Regions from separate parts of the Zea mays genome. Here region 2 is linked to region 1. Evidence: chromatin contacts called from public Hi-C data. All regions are on one chromosome and are shown on one strand. Each heading gives the region's core, a stretch centred on a gene start, on an enhancer-like site or on the middle of the called end of the contact. The rest is flanking DNA. Distances are from core to core; before and after follow the strand shown. Region 1 has its middle 3.8 kb from the start of LOC103631690. Region 2 holds the start of LOC100286202 (cyclin dependent kinase inhibitor).

Region 1 (3,964 bases), core at 860-3,359:
CCTGCGACTCGGTCGGTCGGCGCGGCGATTTAGTCAAGGTTGCTTCTTAGCGAAGGCAAGGCCTCGGGCGAGCCGGAGATGTGTCCGCCGTTAAAGGGGGGCCTCGGGCGAGACGGAAACCCCTCGGGGTCGGCTGCCCTTGCCCGAGGTTAGGCTCGGGCGAGGCGTGATCGAGTCGCTCGTATGGACTGATCCCTGACTTAATCACACCATCAGGCCTCTGCAGCTTTATGCTGATGGGGTTACCAGCTGAGAATTAGGCGTCTTGAGGGTACCCCTAATTATGGTCCCCGACAAACTTAAAGTCATACATGCGGAAAAATGGTAGTTCATGAAAAATTGTATGAATCAAATTGTATTTGTTATCATGTATGATCGACTATGAATTGTGGTTGCCAATTAATTTAAAATCTCTCTAGTTATTTATGTGTGCTATTATAATTCATTTAAATTGTATTTGCATATTATTGTTAAAAATTAAATATTAATTCATTTAAATTGTATTTGCATATTTATGTTAAAAATTAAAATTATTTTCATATTTAAATTATATTTTCATATTTTTACAATCACAGACGGTTTTTTCTTAGGGTCCGTTTGTGAAAAGGATAAAGCACCACAGGCGGTCCTAAACAAAAACCGCTTGTGATACTATTATATCACAGGCGTACTGAACCGCTTGGGACTAATCGAACCGTCTGTGATGTAAAAAGTCTACCGCTTGTATAGATCCAAATTGTACTAGTGCTTGCAACAAATTGCAATTCCGGTCCCTCGACTCCCGGCCAACGGTACACGGACGTACCCACCGCCGGCGGAATATAATCACATCGGGGCCGACACGACTTGCGTCCTCTAGGAATGACGCAAGTTTCAAAGAGATTCCCCTTGCTTTGGTTGGTAGCTAGTACTGGAGTAGCTCTCTCTTTCTCTCCGTATATCAGCACCATGCATGGACTGGTGATAAAAAGAAGGGACCGTGCATACTAGATAGATTCGGTGATTCCACTCCCATCCCTATCCCCATCCGATCCATCACCGGATGGTTTCTTGGACTGCGAAATCATGAGGTAGATAAAAACGCCATTCATCGGCAGAGGCCAACGATGATGCTGTTGGACGACCGTGCACCTGCTGATGCTGTCTGTTGAAACCCATGCTGGGCAGTGGCCGGACCGGGCGCTACTCCTGCAGTCCTGCGCGCTGATGAAATGAAAGACCCTTTGCTCGGTTTTTGTTTTGTCCGTTCCCGTGTTCAAAAAAAGCTGCGATCTTTCCACGTTTTAGGAGCTGACCCCAGGCTCCCAATAGCTTTACCGCTCATGTCATGTCACGCCATGCGCCGGCCAAGCCGGTCCATGCAATTGCAACTCCGAGTTTGAGCCTTGCCGCACTGCCACAGCGACAGCAACTCAGGAGATATGAAGAATCGTGCTCATGCGCCTGTGGTGGTAAATGTGCCAGTCAGTCAGGCAGCAGCAGCAGGCTTCATATATCGGCGCTTTTGATGCCTGCCTGCCTGCCTGCAATGCAACCCTGCGTTGCACTGTATAAATACACGGTACCTTGCATTGTGTGCGTCGCGTGTACACGCAAAGTCTACCCTACCCTCACGTGCCTTGTAATATTTTACATTCCTTCGATCGGGATGAAAAAATATGGGATTTTTACAAACGTTGGTAGTAGTCAGACTCGAACCTAGTTATTACACACGCCAGCCAGTGCTTGTTGCAGTAGGGCACTACTGTGTACAGTGTACTGGAGGTACAATTGTACTCCATTCCAACAAGGTAGTGTAGCACACCAGTCCGTGTCCACGGAAACAAAGGCAACTGCAGCATGCATGGGGCAACAACGCTGTGTTACGTTGCACACGCTTGGCCCATGGTGAAAGCCAGAGAGATGGAAGCGGAACCTTTTTCCGCCGCAGATTCGGCCCCTGACGCTCGCCTCAGCTCAACTCAAAAAGAAAACAACCCCCGCCAAAAACCCAAGTCCTCCCGCCAAAACTTGGCGCCAAAAGGGCGCCGCCGCCATCCAGCCGGGACGGACATGGGCACGTGCGGCGCCGGAAGGTGGGTCAAACGTCCACTTCATTCCTCGCGTACGATCCAATGATGATGGTGGCCACCACCGACGCGTGGCGTGGGCTACCCGCTGGGCCCACATTGACTACGGGACGGACGGCTCGGCTCAACGTATCTGTCGACTGCGAATGCGTACGTATCCCCGTCTGGACGGAGTACGGGCCGTTAGTGCGGTGGACTGTCGGTAACCTAATCTCTACTACTCTATAAGTAGTATAAGACACTAACGAGGGCGTCCACACCCACCGTGCCCCCGCCCAGCCCCCGCATCCGGCAGCACCCGCCCCCCGTGTCCTACGCGCACTCCGCTCCCGAAAACCTCTCCCTCCGTGTCAGGGCGTAGCCGCCATCAGCGCATCCACAGCACGCGCCCGCCCCCTGTGTCCTACGCGCACTCCGCTCCCGAAAACCTCTCCCTCGGCGCCAGGGCGTAGCCGCCATCAGCGCATCCACAGCCGACGCCGAAATCCTCGCTCGCCCCCAAATCCTCCCCCACCGCGCCCTTCCATCGACGACGGACTACCCACGCTTTCGCATCTCCTGAGCTCCGAAGGGCCCGCGATCCTCGCCCAAGCTCATCGCCCTTCCATCGACGCCCTTCCAGGTACGTGTGCGCCCCCAAGCTCCTCGCCCTTCCAGGTACGCCCCCGCCCCGTATCTCCCCTTCATCGGCGCCCGTATCTCCTCGCCCTACCATCCACAGCTACCGGCGATGAGGACATATGGTGTCGCGGCGCCAGTAGGCCTCCTCCCCATCCCACTTCAGTTCACTGCCTTTCAGAGCCACCAGCGATGAGGACATATGGTGTCGTGGTGCCTACAAGCTGTGCGTCGAGTTCAGCCGCTCACGCCGCCCGCACGAGGATGGCCTACACGCCCTCCGCTGCCTCGACCGCGACGCTAGGCTCTTCAAGCGCCGTCGCGACGAGCCTGCTCCCGCCGTCCCTGTCTCCAATTCGACTCCTACACCCACTGAAGTAGCCCTGCCCGCAAGAATCACCTATCTGATACTCAATCCCGCCTTGCCGCCCGACGTAGCAGCTCGCCGGGATGCTACTGAGTCAGAGGTGCGTGCCTTGCCTGGGGTTCGCTCAACAACATAAACATTCGCAATTTACTGACGTCCGTGATTAATGTGCCTGAGGAAATTCTAAAAAAGTTAGATGGTTATTGTACCCTTTCCTCTCTCCACCAATACCTTTGTTTACACTACCGTCAGTGGGTGAACCACTCAACAGATAGATGTGGGGAAGTGACTACAAACTAATAGTAGCTTGCCTCGGTAAAAAAACGATTAGTAGCTTGCAAGGAATTTGATATTTTGCTATTTGAAAGTTTAAGAAAAACATGTCAAGGAATTTGATATTTTGCTATTTGAAAGCCACAGTCCAGTTCAGGAAACTTCTTTCAAATGGTACTTGACATGTTTAATGCGGGATGAGATGCAGCTCCTTTTATATTGTATTATATATTTTTCTGACATTAGTGTTGTCTATAGAGAAGAACTCAACTGTGATAAAAATCATCTAAGTGGATGACCCTACTCAGCACGATTGCCACCCGACGGGACAGTCGACGCCGCCTGCCTCCTGATTCGCTCCTCCTCATCCGGCGTCGCCTCACGGCAGCAGCATGAGGAACGAGAAGAGCAGGTAGAGGGAGAGGAGTGCCCGGACTGCGGTGGGACTAGGCTGTACGACCGCTGCAAAGGAGAGTGATTCGTCTTCAAGCAGCTCTTGAAGGAGATGGCCACCAGGCCACGCAAGGCCGCCAAAAACATGGCCACCAGATACACTTCGGGGTACTGCTATGTACATCGTTAATTAATTCCTTGCTTGCATATCTACATATCCATTCTCACCTCTCACCAAGCAAGA
Region 2 (3,964 bases), core at 1,020-3,519, 66 kb before region 1:
TAGTGTCAGCACATCTCATGGCCCTGAGACATTTTTTCAATCAAACAACTATAGAAGCCCAAGCCAGGGCGCAAACCTCGCACAGCAAATACCAGAAAAAAGTCCTGTCTTTCGTCTCTCCCTTTGAAGCTGAAAGGGTTGCGCTAGACACATTTTTTTCGAAGAACTGTAGTGGCTGACGCACCAGGATAGGAATTAGGAATAAAGTTCCCTCCATTTCACGTTCGCGTTTCAAGAAAGGTGGTCCATCCGAATTCCGAACTCCACAAAGGTATTGATCCCAGGAAGCTAATAAACAAGGAGGCATTCAATGGTGCTGACTGCTCTGGCACGCGGCTAATGATGAGTTGGTTGCCATTGCCATGGGGGTTTTCTCTTTTTTTAGTTGCTTTCCAGACACACACACACACACAAGGGCAGTGGCAAGTGAACAGAACAGCCACGCACGAAACAGGATCTTGAGTGCGACAGATGTGGGTGCCTTTGGGGGCTGTGGGCGACTGAAATTTCTTGCGAAAAGGGGCCTTTGATTGGCAAAAGATTGGGAGGGTCACTGCCGAGCCCCACCACCACTAACCGAGAGAGGCAGGCAGCTAGACTAGACACCACAAGGGCGGATGCATGCAAGCGAACGAAACACTGCTCGTGTAGGGCAGGGGGGGATGGCGATTTGGCGAACAAGGGGAAAGGAGGCAACTTTCCGGCTATGGGTAACGACGAGGCAACGGCCACTAGAGGAGATTCCAATAAGAGGAGGATGTGCTTTTGATTGGATTGGGTGCGATAATACAAGGATTTGACAGGCAACTTGCTCAGGGTTACCTGTTTCTTTGAGATATAGAGAAAAGGTGCAGTTGTTAGGTGCTCTACTAGGTGTCTAAACTGCGGATTCTCTTAGGTTAAAGAGGATTACTTGTCCAGTCACTAGAACATGTGAAGTGAAACAGCTGGCATAGCTGCAATGAACAAGGCTTCGGAATAGCTACTACTAGGCGAGAACTTAGCTAAATACATACTTAGTTCAAGTGAAAAGTACAAGTGGGTTTTGGACGCATGAGAAACCGAGTATATGAACGCAAGAAACGAGCAACGGCACGGTTATTAGCGTCGTTCCTGTCCTGGGAACAAGTGAGGAGAAGTCTTGGAACAAGTTACCGCGTTGTTCAATTCCAGTTCCAGCCAGAGAGAGTGGACTTGTCGGCCGAAACGGTGTCCCAAGAACGCAAACAAAGGCATTTGACACACACTGGCTAGGATTACGGGGAAAGTATTGGTTTCGGCGCCAAATGTCGGCGCCAGTCAACTGCGAATTCGAAGCGCTGGAGAACCCGCGGCGGCGCTGAAGGAGAGCAATCGAAGAAGAGATAGAGTGAACAACCCTGAGTCCCATCCCAGAAGCGGCAACATAAACCCTACCCAATCTCTCTCGCAAAGGGAACAACTTGGACGAGAACAGAGGAGGCCGAAGAATCGCACCTTTCCATGGTGTCCAAGTCAAGCACGTTGTCCCCGAACGAGACCTCGACCTCGACCTCGTCCTGCATCAGCACGTGCTGCACCGCGGCGGCGGCGGCGGCCTTCCTCCCGGCGCCCCTCTTGGTCGCGGTCGCGGGCGGCGACGGATGCTCCTTGTGCGGCTTCTCGAGCCTCCGGCTCCTGAGCTCGAGGTACTCCGCGGCGGCGTCCTCCGCGTCGCCCTTGTCGAGCGGCCTCTGCGCGCGCTGCAGCGCGAGCGTGCGGGAGCGGGTGCGGACGCCGAGCAGCGCGCCGCCGGGTACCTCCATGACGGCGACCTCCCCGGACACCTTGCCCTTGCGCATGTACTTCCCCATGGCCTGGTCGTCTGGTCCCGTCCGTGCCCCCGACTCGCTGGAGAGGGGAGCGGAGGCGGTAGGTGGGTTTGGGTGGGGCGTGGTGCAGTCGCAAGGGGAATCCTGGGAATAATGGGGAAGGGAAGGCGAGGGCTCGCTAGCGCTGCAGGCTGAAAGAGGGAGAGACCGAGAGAGAGAGAGAGAGAGAGAGAGAAGGGGGGCAGGAGCAGAGCGAGAGCCGAGAGCGGGCGGGCTTGCCTTGTGGTGCCGTCAGCCGTGCGTTGGCTAGCGGAAAAAGGCGCGGGAGGGCGGGCGGTGTCCCGCGCGGGCGGGCGCTGCTATTTAGAGAAAGAGAACAGGAGAGGCGGCTGGCGGCCTGGGCCTGCTGGGAGAGAAGCAGGGGGTGGTGCCGTGCCCGTGCCGCGGACGGAGACGGCCGGCACTGGGGATGTCGTGCGTGATCTGATCACCAACGCTGGCGGGTTGTTGTTTGTGTCCTTGGGAAGGGGCGATGCTTTGCCCTTGTTTCTAGTTCCCTTCGTGTTCCTTTGCACTCACGTGCTGCCATCAACTCTAGAATACCCTTGTATTCTAGGGCGAGAAACTTGCAATGAGATGGTGAGACTTCCGAGTTGCTAATGGAAAATGGGTTAAACGTGTGTTTGGTTGCTTTTATATGGTTGTGTCGTGCATCCTAAGGCCTAGTTCGTTTGTGCCGGATTGGTGGGTCGGAATGATTTCTAACCGGATTGATTCTCTAATTTATATAAACTTTGATTAGCTGGAACGATTCCGTGTGTAATCCGACACAAACGAACAAGTCCTAAATGAATTAAAAACATGTTAATGGATGCAACGAGGAAGAAAAAGAAGATTGGTTGTCAGAAGGGGCAGAGGACCTGTTTGCGCGATATGGCGCTCGCCATACCTTGACAAAAAAAAATATAGTTGTGGTATTGTTTTCAAATATGTATTCGTAGCTCACTGATGATGATATTGTGTTTAAAGCATCAGATCTTGACTTCAAAACACACAGGTAAGCATTGCTTTGCCATTTTTTGTTTTTCAAAGAATAGATTTCTAGCATATTTTTTGCAAAGTAAACCAGTTTCTACACATTATTAGACCTATTTATTTTCTCGAAGTTTTAAGTCGTCGGCATGCAACCACCTCCAAGATACTAGTATATAAACTTTAATAGAGACGAGCATTGCAACCAACTCCAACGTTAGGCTACTATTAATCATCGATTAACGGAGCGGTTACTCTGACCGCCTCCGTTATTGCGTTTAATGAGGTGGACACTATAAAGCAACCATTTTGGCTAATTGGTATTAATGAAGGCGGTTTTGTTAAAGCGTCTGCCTCTGTTAATACTTTAACCGAGACAATTGTTTTATGATGACCGCCTTAGTTAACACTTTTAACGGAGGCATTTGCCTTAACTAGATCGCCTCCATTAATACTTTGACCGAGACGGTTGTGTTATGCTTACCGCTTCAATTAACACTTTTAACCAAGGCAGTTGTTTCTTAATTGCCCGCCTCAATTAACTCTTTTGTATTTTAAAAAATAATAAATTTTATTTTGTTTTAAAATTTGAATGCAATTTGAATTGTACTTGTGTAAATCAAACACCAATGAAAAAAGCAATAAATACTTAAATAGAAACATGAAGTACATGTAGATATAGGTGTACATTTGGGCCGGGCCTGATGGGCCGGCCCGAAGCACGGAAAAAAAAGCACGGCCCAGGCACGGCACGGCCCGAAATAATTTAGTGCCGGGCCGGCACGGCCCGTTATATCGGGCCGGGTTTGGGCCGAGGTCACGGCCCATGGGCGGGCACGAGCACGGCCCGTTTAAGGCAGGCACGAAAAGGCCCATATAGAGGCACGAAAAGGCCCATATATTTATTAAAACACACTTCATTCAACACTTTCATATACTTGATAAAGAACACAAAGCTAGAGATAATGCTAGTTAGATGTTTTTTTGTATCTTTGAATTAGAGTGTGTGATGTAATTTTACTTTTGTTATGAACATTAGACAATAAACTGAACTTACGAACTTTGTATAGAGCTGATTATACTCTTTTTTCTTCTAACAAAATGATTTATAAACGAGGTAGTCATTGCATAGCTGTGGTAAC

The links. A called contact is a pair of places that touch in the nucleus more often than the background predicts.
Region 2: a contact with region 1 is called in a Hi-C map of endosperm, with 2.0 times the contacts expected there. The contact joins the promoter of LOC100286202 here to the enhancer-like site in region 1. A contact is called at or near these places in 3 of 25 Hi-C or Micro-C datasets (endosperm and leaf).

Annotation. Positions count from the first base shown.
Region 1 is chr1:8,353,621-8,357,584 of Zm-B73-REFERENCE-NAM-5.0, reverse strand. No RefSeq gene overlaps it. Among protein-coding and RNA genes, the nearest start is that of LOC103631690, 3.8 kb to the right of the region's middle. Within about 2 kb of position 2,109, at least 18 of the 20 cell types and tissues checked have an H3K27ac peak or open chromatin away from gene starts, as enhancers often do. A contact at or near this core is called in endosperm and leaf, where this site is marked.
Region 2 is chr1:8,419,538-8,423,501 of Zm-B73-REFERENCE-NAM-5.0, reverse strand. LOC100286202 (cyclin dependent kinase inhibitor) reads right to left here and starts at 2,269. Exons shown (of 3, transcript NM_001196798.2): 1 at 1,477-2,269. The coding sequence starts at 1,832.